Regions from separate parts of the Mus musculus genome. Here regions 1 and 3 are each linked to region 2. The links are chromatin contacts, called in public promoter capture Hi-C maps. All regions are on one chromosome and are shown on one strand. Each heading gives the region's core, a stretch centred on a gene start, on an enhancer-like site or on the middle of the called end of the contact. The rest is flanking DNA. Distances are from core to core; before and after follow the strand shown.

Evidence for each region. Capture Hi-C pulls out chosen DNA fragments and counts their contacts.
Region 1: a contact with region 2 is called in a promoter capture Hi-C map of pancreatic islet. The contact joins the promoter of Cyp4f15 here to the promoter of Zfp870 in region 2. A contact is called at or near these places in 6 of 39 promoter capture datasets (the 3T3-L1 cell line, HPC-7-derived erythroid cells, cranial neural crest and 3 more), 3 of 115 datasets of contacts at active chromatin or transcription factors (embryonic stem cells, neural progenitor cells and trophoblast stem cells) and 3 of 9 other capture datasets (adipose tissue, liver and pancreatic islet).
Region 3: a contact with region 2 is called in a promoter capture Hi-C map of adipose tissue. The contact joins the promoter of Zfp563 here to the promoter of Zfp870 in region 2. A contact is called at or near these places in 2 of 39 promoter capture datasets (the HPC-7 cell line and hippocampal neurons), 2 of 484 Hi-C or Micro-C datasets (LSK cells and liver), 1 of 115 datasets of contacts at active chromatin or transcription factors (pancreatic cancer cells) and 4 of 9 other capture datasets (adipose tissue, liver, macrophages and 1 more).

Annotation. Positions count from the first base shown.
Region 1 is chr17:32,683,578-32,687,791 of GRCm38.p6, reverse strand. Cyp4f15 (cytochrome P450, family 4, subfamily f, polypeptide 15) reads right to left here and starts at 2,161. Exons shown (of 13, transcript NM_001346538.1): 1 at 1,981-2,161; 2 at 1,535-1,733. The coding sequence starts at 1,994.
Region 2 is chr17:32,889,597-32,893,645 of GRCm38.p6, reverse strand. Zfp870 (zinc finger protein 870) reads left to right here and starts at 2,043. Exons shown (of 4, transcript NM_207245.2): 1 at 2,043-2,205. The coding sequence starts at 2,203.
Region 3 is chr17:33,087,496-33,092,119 of GRCm38.p6, reverse strand. Zfp563 (zinc finger protein 563) reads right to left here and starts at 2,753. Exons shown (of 4, transcript NM_001024950.2): 1 at 2,641-2,753. The coding sequence starts at 2,643.

The DNA of each region.
Region 1 (4,214 bases), core at 912-3,411, 210 kb after region 2:
ACATATGTGTGGTCCTGGCCCTATAAGCTCATAATGGACCCAAAGAATTCCTATGCACAATATCTTTATTATTGTTATCCTATATATAGATGTATTTAGATACATAAACACCATTGTCTTACAAATACCTACAATATTTAGGACAGCAACATGATGTGAAGATTTGCACAAGTAGCCTACACTATATGGGTTTGTGCTGAGTCCTGCTCCATCTTTCTCAGGGTTATGGCTGAGTCTCAAGGGTCTATCCCAGGGCCAATGGAGAAGGTATACAGCCTACGTCAGAGATAGCCACCTTGGCTTGCGAAGATGAATGTTCTCTGGTGGTATTAATTTCAGCCCCAGGGACCATCATCAGGGAAGGTCTCAACCGGGACTTAGGGGTGTCTAGGCAACATTGAAGCCTGTTAGTTGTAATTGACAACTTGACAGGGCCTCTACTCACCTGAGAAGGGAGTCTCAGTTGCATGGTACTGCCAGATCAGAGTGGTCTGTGGGCACATCTTTGGGGGACTGTCTTAATTGTTAGTTGATTTAGAAGCACCCAGCCATTCTACCTGTCACCATTTTCTGCACAGATAGTTCTGGACTGTATTTTTCAAAAGCTAGCTAAACATGTGCTTGAGAGTGAGCAAATGGGCAGTGTTTCTCCACGCTTTCTGTCTCAAGTTCCTGCTGGAGTTCCTACCTTGACTACCCTCAAACAAACTTTTTCCTCCTGAGGTCACTTTTGGTCAGTGTTTTATCACAGCAACAGAATGAAAACAAAACTTGGATAGGTCTGCAGTTCCAACTGTGCAAAAGGTCTGCAGAGCAGGGACTAGTCAACTCCAGGACAAGAGGGGACCACTAATTCTCTAGGAGGGCAGAAACTCCTACCTGTGAGGCCCCATGCTCTCACCAAACATCACCCTGCGTATGATGTCACTGATGTGTACAGATGTTGTGAGCTTCGGTGTTTGCAAGTGAAGCAACTGAGACCGAGTCACCCAAAGGCAAGAACAGACTTGGTCAAAATCTAAGGCACGGGGTCAAGGAATGCTTACGGGAGGGTGAAGAGACAACTCTTATCTCAGTTGGGCAACAGGACTCAATGGTCCATCTTAGGGAAGAACTGACAGCTTTTAAGTAAAAAGTGCTTCAGGAACAAGAGGCAGGAAGACAACCCATAACTCTCCTGCTTCATGGGTGGTAGGAGAGGAATACCAGAGATTACCCCCAGGCAAACATGGAAACCCTGATATGGATTGACAGAAAAATGGCATTGACGTTGGACAGAGCTTCCCAAGAGGCCTCAAGTCCAGCAGACAATGAGGGAACCCCAGGGGTCCTCACTCTGTATTGTCTACCTTGGAAGTGTCCACCAGTGTAAGAAAGATGGACTAGAAATTAATCCAGAGCAAAGTAGGGGTGGAGGCAGGGACATGAGAAAAGCTAGTGAAGGATGCTGGAGGACTTCAGACCCATCCCCTGAGGTCCATTCCTGGTCCATTCTCTCCAAAATACAAGACCCACAATATATTGCTGCACTCACCATGCCTAGGTGACCCAAGAACCAATTCCATTTGGGGGGTTGAGGGAAATCACAAAGATGATGATATGTTCTGTAGAAGATATAGGTCTGAGTCAGGACACGGGCCAAGAGCCAGGAAGCTCCGATCAGCAGCAAAAGCAGCCATGGTGAGGATGCCTCCAGCCTCAGTCCCAGCCAAGACAGGTCCAACTGTGGCATCCTGTGGGGCAAATGGACAGACAGTGAGACTGGGAGGTTGGAAGAAGGTTGGGGCCATCAGGCATAATGGACCAGGGATATGAATAATGAAGGCTGTTTGTAGGAGGAGAGATCCATGGGGTGGAAATAGGCAGTAATATGGAGGAAGAGGAGGTGGAGGTAGAGGAGGAGGAGGAGGAGGGAGAGAGGGAGAGAGGGAGAGAGGGAGAGACCCAAAATTCCTGAATGAAACTGCCAGGAGATGTTACCTGAAAAACCCCATGTCTGAAGCCAACAGGATCACTCTGACTTTTTGGCTTCAGATAGCTGGTTATCTAGAAATAAGCAGCCAGGTTCAGGCTTAGAGTTCTCTTTAACCTACTCTTAGCCAGGCACCTTCTCTCAGGAACAGTGAGTTTCCCACGGTTCTCCTTCCTTTAGAGTTTCTTTGTTCCTGGCTTCTGCTCTGAAGGAGGCTGAGCTCAGTTGTGTCAGCCAATCCTTCACAGGCCCAACTGCCTCCTCCCCTCTGGGGCAGAAGGCCAAAAGGAGGGGGTTGGGTCAGCAGGGTACAGAGTGAAATCAATTCAGGGTCACAGCATGAACACCAGAGCCTTAGAACTTGTTCCCTCTCACATCATGGGGGAGGGCGGGGGGTGGGGGGGTGGGATGGAGGATGGGCATGGGGATGGAGGTTGAGGGCAGGAGAGATTTGGGAGCAAAACTCTGAGGTTAGCAGAGGTAAGTCTGAGTCTAACATCCACAGCCAAGTAGGGGTATCCCTACGCGTCAGAGACTCGTCAGAGACGACAGTGTATCTAGCAAAATCATTAACAGGAATTCTCCTGCTAGGAGAATGCAACCAGGCCAGGCTTGGTCACAGACCATCTCCCAAAGTCCTCTGCACTGGACTGCACTCACAGCATGTACCTTTTTTTTTTTTTAAATACACAATATTTTATTAATTTGTTGTTGAGAATTTTATGCATAAAATGTGTTTTGATCAGACTTGCCTCCTACTCTCCCGCTTAATTCCTTCCAGATTGGCTCCTTACCCACACCCCTCCCTTTTTTTTTTTTTTAAATAACTTACTGATTCAAATAGGTGTAGTGCCTATCAGGGACAAAAGGCTTACCAGTGATCAGACCCTCAGAGAAAGCTGACTCTCCCACCACCATCAGCTGCCAATAACTCCTCAACTAGGGGCTAGGGCTCACCATCCCTTCCCCAGTGCTGGAATGTTGGTTATCTTGAGCTTGGTGTTATCTTGGGTTCACTGCAGCGTCTGTGAGCTCACTAGAGCAGAGGTCCTACCATACCCAGAAGGCATTGTTTGGTCCTATTCTTCTAGACTTCTGGCTCTTACAGTCATTTCGCTCCAACTTCCACAAAAATCCTTGAATCTTGTGGGGCCCATGTGGGCGTGGTATAGTTTCACTTAGAGACAAGTTCTGCTCACTGCACAAAGAAACTTCTCTCATGGGGTCTGAGACCTGCATGTAGCCTTTCATGGCACAAAACTGGGAGGTCCAGGATGCCTCTGCCTACCAGCTACACAGTCAGGCAAAATTCAAATGCTGCTCTGAAGCAGCTCAGGGTCTGGAGAGAGCCACTACTCTCTGGAGCAGCAAAAAGGAGTACAGCCCAATGACCAAGTCCCCAGGTCAGATGCCAGGAGTCAGCAGCTCAGCTGGGAGAACATAACTTAGGTTGACCTATATGTGAACTGAGACATGGTGAGAGGGAGGAGACATGTGATGTTGAGGTGGAGAGCAGCCCTGAGCAGACAGGTACAAGCAGAACACAGCACTGGTCACACAACAGCCTTGAGGGTCAGTCTGTACAGGCCACCTTTTTTGAGGGCCACTTATTGATTTTGCAGCTGCGTAATCCAAGCTCAATGAATCACTGGCTTTCAGGGGTTCCCCCACTTCCACCTCCTTTTCTACAAAAGTACTAAGATTATGCATGTGTGCAATTATGCCCGACTTTCTATGGGCTCTGGGGATTTGAACCTAGGCTGTTATGTTTGCACAAGTGTAATACCCTCTAGGGTTGCAGGAACAGTTTTTTGCATTTGTTTGTTTGTTTGTTTGTTTGTTTTAATTAAAGGTTTAAAACACAGGGAAGAAATGTTACTGGAGATCTTGGGGAGTTCCTGAAGACTAATCATATGTTAATAAAAGAATTGCTTCCCCATTTTTTTTTGTCTCAATAATTAAAGTGTCGTCGTTTGAGTGAGCTACATCTCCCATAGTCTAAGGCATCTGACGACTTTGTTGTTGCAGGATATTTGATAACACTGTGAACCTTGAGATAGTGTAATTTACTGGAAAAACCTGTTTATAGTTGTGACTTGGCTCCACCTTAGCACTCACCTTTAATCCAAGAGCTTTGTGCTTGAATACTGTAAACAGGATTAAATAAAGTCAATCTTAGGTCAAGAGGCAGAGCAAGCAACCAGTTGACCGGAAGTGAACATAGGATTATTAAGAAAAAGCC
Region 2 (4,049 bases), core at 794-3,293:
AGTTTTTTGTATAAGTTCTGCTTTCTCCATAACTTGGTAACTTGAATGACATGCATTGATTGTTTGTGTGTTTTTATGTTATTGGTTGAGTATGGGATCAAAAAAGCCACCTGCCTCATTCCAAATTTTGAGGTAAGAAAAAAACTGTCTAGTAGGAAAGAAAGTCATTGAAGGAAAATGCAAGAACAGACTCAGTTTGACCTGGTAACAGTGTTCAATGGGTGTGCTTGACTGTTAATGTGACACATCTAATTCAGATCTCTCAGTTGAAAAACACACCTATAATCTAGATATTTTTGTTGTTGTTGTTGTTGAATGGAGAAAACACATGCTTTTAAATCCTGTTCTTGGGATAGGAAGACATACCTTTAGTCCAGATCTTTAATCCAGATCTAATGTGGGTTTCTGCTTCTGCTGGAAGCCTATATAAGGACATGGGAGAAGGAAGCTTTTATTCTTTGCCTGCTTGCTCTTGCCTTGCTTGCAAGTCCATTTCTACACTGGCATTAGAGCCTAGCTCTTTGTGACTCTGATATCAGTTGAACACCAGCTGAGACATCCAGCCTTGTGTTCTGAGCAACTACTGGGTTCTTGGACTTTCTGTTCAAAGTCAGTCATTGTTGGACTAGTTAGACCACAGCCTGTAAATTATTTTATACATCTCTCTCCCGCTGTGTGTGTGTGTGTGTGTGTGTGTGTGTGTGTGTGTGTGTGTGTGTGTTCTGTTATGCTAAAGAACCATGTGGTGGTTTGAATTGCTTGGCAAGGCCCAGGGAGTGGCACTTTTAAGACTTGTGGCCTTGTTAGAGGAAGTATGTCATTGTTGCAGTGGACTTTGAGGCTCCTAGTGTTCAAGCTCTGCCCTGTGCAGAAGAGAGTCCCTTCCTGGCTGCCTGGAGAAGACAGTCTCCTCCTGGATGCCTTCTGATTAAGATGTAGGACTCCCAACACTTACAGTACCATATCTGTCTGGAGGCTGCCATGCTTTCCACCATGATGATAATGGACCGAACCTCTGAAACTGTAAGCCAGTCCCAATTAAATGTTTGCCTTTATAAGAGTTGCCTTGGACATGGTGTCTCTTCACAGCAATAAAACCCTAATTAATACAAACCCTAACACACAGCAAGAGCAGATGTTTATTGGTCTGAGAAAATAAGGCCTCCAAACCTGAACACATCACAAAGGCTCTGAAAATCCGTTTTTGCAGTAGAGAGCAGGGCAGGAGGGCACTGATTTCAACAGGCCCAGAAACTGGTTTTCTGGGTAAACATTTTTTGTTTTTGTTTTGTTTGGTTTTTTGCTTTTTGTTTTTGTTTTTGTTTTGTTTTGTTTTTTTTTTTTTGAAACTGCAGGGTGAGAGACAAGTCAGGTTGCCTATTTTTGTCAATTTGTTTGTTTGTTCGAGACAGGGTTTCTCTGTATAGCCCTGGCTGTCCTGGAACTCACTCTGTAGACCAGGCTGGCGTCGAACTCAGAAATCTGCCTGCCTCTGCCTCTGCCTCCCAAGTGCTGGGATTAAAGGCATGCGCCACCACCACCTGGTTATTTTTGTGAATTTTATTGGTGGAATAGTTCGCAAAGTCTTGTACAGACTGGCGGTATAGCGGTGGGATGTGGGAAGATGAGAGCGGGCTGAGAGGTTTCCTTTAATAAGGCCCTTCCTCCTAATCCTACTCAAAGCAGCTCTTAAGAGTTGTCTCCGTGACCAGAGTCTGGAATTCTCTTGCTCTGACCCCATTCTTAGGAGGAAGAATTAGGAACGGCTCACTGTGAATTGTTACAAGCAAGAGAACAAACTTCGCTTGCATGCACACAGTCACCCAGACAGGGCTAGAACGCAGGGGTCTAGAGTGAAATCTGCTTGCTAATTTGCCTAATAAAACTTGTATGCCCTGTCACTAGCGCTCCAGGACCTGAGCCAAGGGCTCGCTGGCCTATCCGGAGAAAGGTTAGGCTCGCTGGCCTATCAGGGTAAAGGTTATTACTTTAGTGTCTGAAGTGTCCAATGAGAAGTACGCTTCTTGCATGAGGGGCTTTGTCTGACCGAGGTCTGTTTCCTTAAACCCCCTCCCCAGCCCCCCAAATTAGGCATGTTTGTGTTATTTGGAAGTATGTCCTAGATGCCAGGCCTAGATATCAGAGTCGCCTTCACTGACAGCAGGAGCCGCAGGAGCACACCAGGACACTCCGGGGCTGGAAATGGTACGTTCGGCCTGTGACTTAGATGTGGGCAGGATGCTGCGGCAGCAGACGGAGACCGCAATGGGAGCAGGTCTTGCAAGACAGCTGAGTCTGCAGCGGAGTCTCATCTGGCTCCGCTGGGTCTTGCCGCTCCGATTCCGCTGGGTGGAGCTGGTCCATCAGACAGAGCGGTGGTCTCTTCCTCTCTGAGCGCTCAGCGCTGCAGCGTCTGGGGTCAGCTGGGCTTCTCCACCAAGGTCTCGGGAGGATCCTGAGGAGCCAACTCTGGGAGTTGGATTGGGACTCTTCTACGGGGGATGAAGGTGGAGCTGCGTGGATGATGAAGGTTAGGACACGAGTCCTATAACTGCTTCGTCCTCCCCTGAAAATCTCGACACACCCTATGCAGTGTCTCAGGGCGCAGCTACCCAGAGGACTTTGTGATTCTCAGTGTTGAGAGAGAGAGATGGGGTGGGGGGTGCCGGGGTGTGTGTGTGCGGGGGAGGGGGGTTAGACATATTGGAGCAGCGAGTGGCCCCATCCTTTCTGGAATAAATGCCCATAGTGCAGTGACTCTCAACCTTCCTAATGTTCATTTTGTGATCCCATCCATAAAATTACCTTTGTTGCTCCTTTATAACTGCAATTCTGCTACCGTTATGAACCGTAATGTAAACATCTGATATGCAAGATATCTAACATACAACCCTTGAGGCTGGTACTGGTCCTGGACTCACAGATCTGCCTAGTTCTGCTCTCCAGTGCTGGGATGAAAGATGTGCACTTCCACACCTAGTGATTCCAGTTTGAATCCCTAACATCAACCAGCAGATCACACGGGGACATTTCACACAACCAGAGACAACACAGGTTACAAATGGCTAGGAAATAGTTAAAGAGCCTGCAGAATCCGTCTGTCCTGAAGACACAGGTAGAGAGCTGAGGTAGGTGAGGGGGGAGTCTCCAGGGGACCAGCTAAGGCTTGGCAGTGCAGGTACGTAGATGCCAAATGCCTCTTGGGAGGACAGGCTATTGGATGGTGACTTTCAGGTGGGCTGAATATTTTGCCACGAAGAAACTGCTGTGGTGAGGGACATGGTGATCCAGGAGTTGACAATTTTGCTGGCTTTTGACAGCTGACCCTGCCACTCTCTGGTTTTAGTCTCAGGTAAGAGGGTTCCATCTGTTGTGGACCAAAAGCCCCTGTGTCTGGTGTTTCTGGTATGATCTGGTATGAGTGTTGCTACTTATTGACACAGTTAATGTCTCTTGGTGTGCTGGCAGATTGTGGTTTGTGTGTGTGTGTGTGTGTGTGTGTGTGTGTGTGTGTGTGTGTAAACAAGCTGGACTTGTGTAAACAGTCCCCCTTTCCTGGTACTGTTACTCTGTAGCAAATCAGGTCAGTATGGTTGTTGTCCAAGGTGACACTCTTCTAGGCTAGCTCTGACACAGAGGTTGTGATATTCTGCACAGCAGAGTGACCTAGAGCAGTCCCTGCCCGCCCTCTACCTTGTCTCCGTGTCACCCAGAGATGCTTGCTTTTTCATAGGCGTGCCACAGAGTTAAAGGATGTTTCCTCTGAACTCTGTCATTTGTGTCCTTGGGCGCAGAGTGCCTAGAACTAGGAGTAAATCTGTGATTTTGCAAGTCTTCCTGACATTGCCAAACTCACTGACCTCTCCTCCCATTGATTGGGGACCCTGCGCTCAGTGCAATGGTTGGTTGTGAGCATCTGGATCTGTCTTTGGAAGGCTCTGGCAGGGCCTCTCAGGAGACAGCCATATTAGCTTTCTTTCAGCAAGCATTTCTTTGTATCCACAGTAGTGTCTGGGTTTGGTGACGGTATCTGGGATGAATCCCCAGGT
Region 3 (4,624 bases), core at 1,504-4,003, 200 kb before region 2:
GGGAACTCCAAAGCCCTTGGGTGGAAAGGTCATAGGCCCTAACCTATCGTTGTTTTGCTCTATGGACCCGATGTCAAGCTGTCTTATAAATATTAATGTTTATACTGATAGATTAGTGCTGCTGTCAAGAAGATTAGTGCTGGCCAAAGAGGTTTCTCTGTGCAGTGGGTGATGTTTAATACAGAAATTCATAAACAGTCCAAGTCCTGAATATAAGTAACTCTTGAATACTTGCCCCTGTCACCCAATCCAAGGCATGGAGAACATCATAAAAGAAGAAAAGAGAAAATACAAACATTGGAGGATGGGAAGCAATGTTGTGAGTGCTGTGTTCTGGACATGATACAGCTGTTGAGCTTGTGAACTCCAAGCAGCTATAGTTGCCTGCACAATGGGGCCTCCCCAACATCCCGTTGTCAGGCCCCACTGTTCCTGAGGAACTATTTAGAGGTCAATGGCTTGCTGGAGAAGAGTCAGTGTTTTCAGAAGTGTAGCCACTGATAAACTGGCCATGCTTCAGTAAATAACTCTCAGCCACGTTCACTAAGGTAACCATGATTAGCATCCTAAGGTCACAAATGAACAAAGCAGTGACGGCAGGAGGGGAGCTGAGGTGAGAGCAGGTTCTGCAGAAGGGGGTGGGGTAACCAAGTACAACAGCAGGTGGGAAAGATCAAAATACATGTCCACAAGTGTGTATAAAAAGGAAGAAAAGAAGCGCAGAACTCATCAGTATCTGAAGGAGGTATGTTTCAAGACCTGTAGTGGAAGACTAAAATAGTGGCAAGTAGTTAGCCTAACCACTATGGTTTTCCCTATACAGACATGTGAGAAATGTTAATTTGCTAACTAGACACAAGAAGGTATTTACAACAACATATAATGGTGAACTCGAACTATAATCGCAATATATAATGAGTCAGTTTCTGTCTCAATGCCATGGTGCACCACACTCACCTTTCTTCGTGGGCTGATGTGAAGTCACATAGCTGCTATATGATGAGATTATATGAGGTGAATGATGCACTAGCAGAGCTGCATATGTCATGATGTTACTCAGATCTACCCACAATTTAAAGTTACAAATATTTACGTCTAGAAGACTTCATTTAATGTTTTCAAACACCTGTTAAACTGAAACTCCAGAATCTATACCGAAAGTAAGTAGTTTGACCAGAAGATACTAGCCATGCTCAAAGCTCACAAAACTTGGGTAGAGTTGTCTAAAACCCTCTGGGAGATGAAGCAAATACTTTAGTTGTCATGTATTGAGCAACTGTCCTTGTGACTGCCACAGAGCTATCCTGTATGCAGGTGACTCTTTATCTGTGAGGTCTTAAGGGTAACCCTTCTTCCATGGACTTTACTGTTAAAGACTGCAGCAGCCTCACTCCCTCAATTTCCCTGGGCTTTTTCTGCTTTGTGGGGTCTGTGATACCTCTGCTCCTACCATACAATTTTGCCTTGGCTTTAGGAGTGCTGGAGAGATTTCTTGGAATATACAGGGGGGAAAAATCTACTCTTCTTTCTATTCTGTGGACCTGGAGTATTAGAACCGTATACTGAGATTTCTTTCTGTCGTCTCATCAGTAGGCAGAAGGGAAACACTGACTCATTTAAGCACAACAGGGTGAAAAGAGATTTACTGTGGCCTTAGTCAGCCTCAAGGTTATTTAGTACCCTGATCTGCCTCCCCTACATTAAATTCTTCTGTATCAAGGGCACGGCATGTTGATGTATTCCTATAACCTTATCACTTAGGAGGCTGAGGAAGGACTGTTACTTTGTGTCCAGCCTGGGCTACATAATGAGATTTTTTGTCTTAAAATAAAACAAACAAAAATATATCACCATAAACAACATGAACAAAATAACCCATGCTTTTGCAAATACAGGAAGGAAAGCTTTGAAGCTCTGCAAACTGCCTTTCAGGTCATTTTCCCACATCTTTCGTGGATATCACCAGGCTTCCTTCTAGCCCATTCTACAGGTAAGGTGGCTTAGTCATCACTTGCTATTCTCCTCAAAGCATACTTTATTATATTTTAGAATGGTTGGGCAGAGTTCTTTTCTGCAGCGATAGACGATAGACTGTAACCTGGACTTGTGAAGTAAATAAACCATATTTTCAAGTTACTTTTTTTTTTTCCTCTTTGAGACAGGGTCTATGTCCTAACTGGCCTTCAATTCGTCATCATGTCGTATGGGCTGGTGTAGTGGTCATGTGTTAACATGCCCATCTACCTGTACTTTACAGGAGGCGTCTCGCTGAGGAGACAGAAGTACAGGATTCTGCAAGAGATGGGGCTGCCCGCCGGGGTCCTGCCACCTAGAGTGCAGAGAAACCCTGAGTCCCGCAGCACCCAAAGCAATGTAGGACTGAGGATGTAGGACTGAGGCATCTACCCGGGGAACACCCGGCGCCCCTTACATTGCCCCGACGTTCGCCTCGTCTGCTCCCGGGCCCTCTTGTAGTTTCAAGAAGGCTCCAGAGGTCAGCTGTCCCGGAGCCAAAGAGGCTTAACCGTACCCGCTGCCCTCTCAGCTGACCAGACCGTGCCAGGAAGAAAGATGGCGGGTGAGGCATATCCGCTTTCTGCCGGCGTTCCTGATTGGACAGCTGGCCGTAAGGACACTTACCATAGCTGAGCCCAAGGCTTGCTGGGGCCTTAGGAATGATCCTGGTGTTGGCAGCCACACAACACGGACCCTGAACGGATACCTGTGACTCCCTCAGCTGGCAGAACTCTATCACCACAATAGTCTGGCAAGTAAGAGAAGGCCGGTGAGGAACGTCCGCTTCACCAATCGGCGCTTCTGATTGGATAGCTCGTGCTGTGCTCCGTGGTACTAATTGGATAAGCGATCAGACACCCCCCCCCCAACCCCCCCACCCCCCCCCCCCCCACACACACACACATTAGAGCTTGGTGGTAAACTCTTAATTTAATAAGTGGGGCACACATGCCATATTGCAGCCAAAGCTCTCATGGCCCGGGCAGAAATCCACTCTTTTTTCTTTTTTTTTTTCTTTTTTTTTTTTGTTTTTTGTTTTGTTTTGTTTTTCGAGACAGGGTTTCTCTGTATAGCCCTGGCTGTCCTGGAACTCACTTTGTAGACCAGACTGGCCTCGAACTCAGAAATCTGCCTGCCTCTGTCTACCAAGTGCTAGGATTAAAGGTGTGCACCACCACGCCCCGCATCCGCTCATCTTGATAACTGCATTTAAAAAGAATTTAGACTTGGTTTTTCCAAAGAAGAGCTTTCCCACTTCCCCCTGGAAACTAAGTCTGGAGTCTGCTTATTTAAAGTCAGATTTAGTTAGTGTACCATGGACAGAACCTTAGAGAAAGGGTACCTAGGCCTGCCACAGAGATAAAGGGATACCCAGCCAGGGCAGGTCCACTGGTCTAATGTCACCCATGAGAAACTTGAGATGATGTAGTCTGCATGATAGCAAAAGCTTTCCCCTTCCTTTTCACTCAGTCCATACATTTTTCAGCCAAGAAAAGAGAAATATACCAAGAGAATATACCAAGAGAAAACAGTTATGAATATGAAAAGTGCGGTTACATAGTAGCAGTCATAAGGTTCTCTAGGGACACAGGAATCAGTTCGTTTGCTCTGCCAATTAAAGCATTTTTATTCAAATTTTAAAGAAAAAATCCCAGGGAAGCAAAGTTGTAAGTCACTGCATCTGCTGGGATAGGGACCATTGCCTGGGAACAGGCACTGCAAGTTCAGCAACATGGAATAGATATATTTACCCCAAAAGATGGGCCTATCAGTTTTCCTGTCTTTGTTCAAACTGAACATCCCTAAGTTAGAAAGACTCTTCAAAGTTTCCGGATCTCTGCCTTTCTGTGTCCCCACCCCCCACCCCACCCCCACCTTCTTGTACATTTGTTTCTTTACTACTAGGAAGAGCTGTTCTTTAGTTGATTCTGCCTGCAGGGTCTGAGATTTCCCCTGTTGCTACCTGTTGCGCTGAGATTTTTTTTTTTTTTTTTTTTTACTCTTAATTCTTTAAGTGGCAGAGAAAACAAACCCTATCAAGATGGTAACAAACACGTATTTAGTAGGTTATGACCACTATCTGAAATTTTTTTAAAAAAAGTTATATCTGTCTCAGTTCATGGGTCAGAAAGGTGAGCTGACCCATCTGAACCTCAGAGAGGCTGATATGGTCTACACTAGGGAGTAGGAATTCGGTTAGGAAAAACAGCATCTTGTTAAAGGGATAATTTTCTGCATACGTCTTTAGCACAACTTAAGGTGAGCCCACCTTCCTAGGAATGTTCCTAACTTTCAGAGGTATGGTCCCCTGGTCAGGTTATTGACAGGCCCAAGTGAATTAACTTTTATATTTTAGATAGCTTGGAATGTTAGGCCAGAGATTTTATTTCATTGACCAGAGGAACTAGGTTTTTTTTTTTTTTTCCTAGTAGTCCTTTATTGCTGCTGTCCAGTTCTAAACAGTAGCCCTAATATTATTTAGGAAATGGGCTGAAATTGGATGTGTTGAGCATTTAGATCTGTAAAGTCCAAAGCTGTTCACCACAAGAGGTTAATGACATCCGGGTGGGAGTTTTCATTTTCACCCTTACATATACTCTTCAAAGTA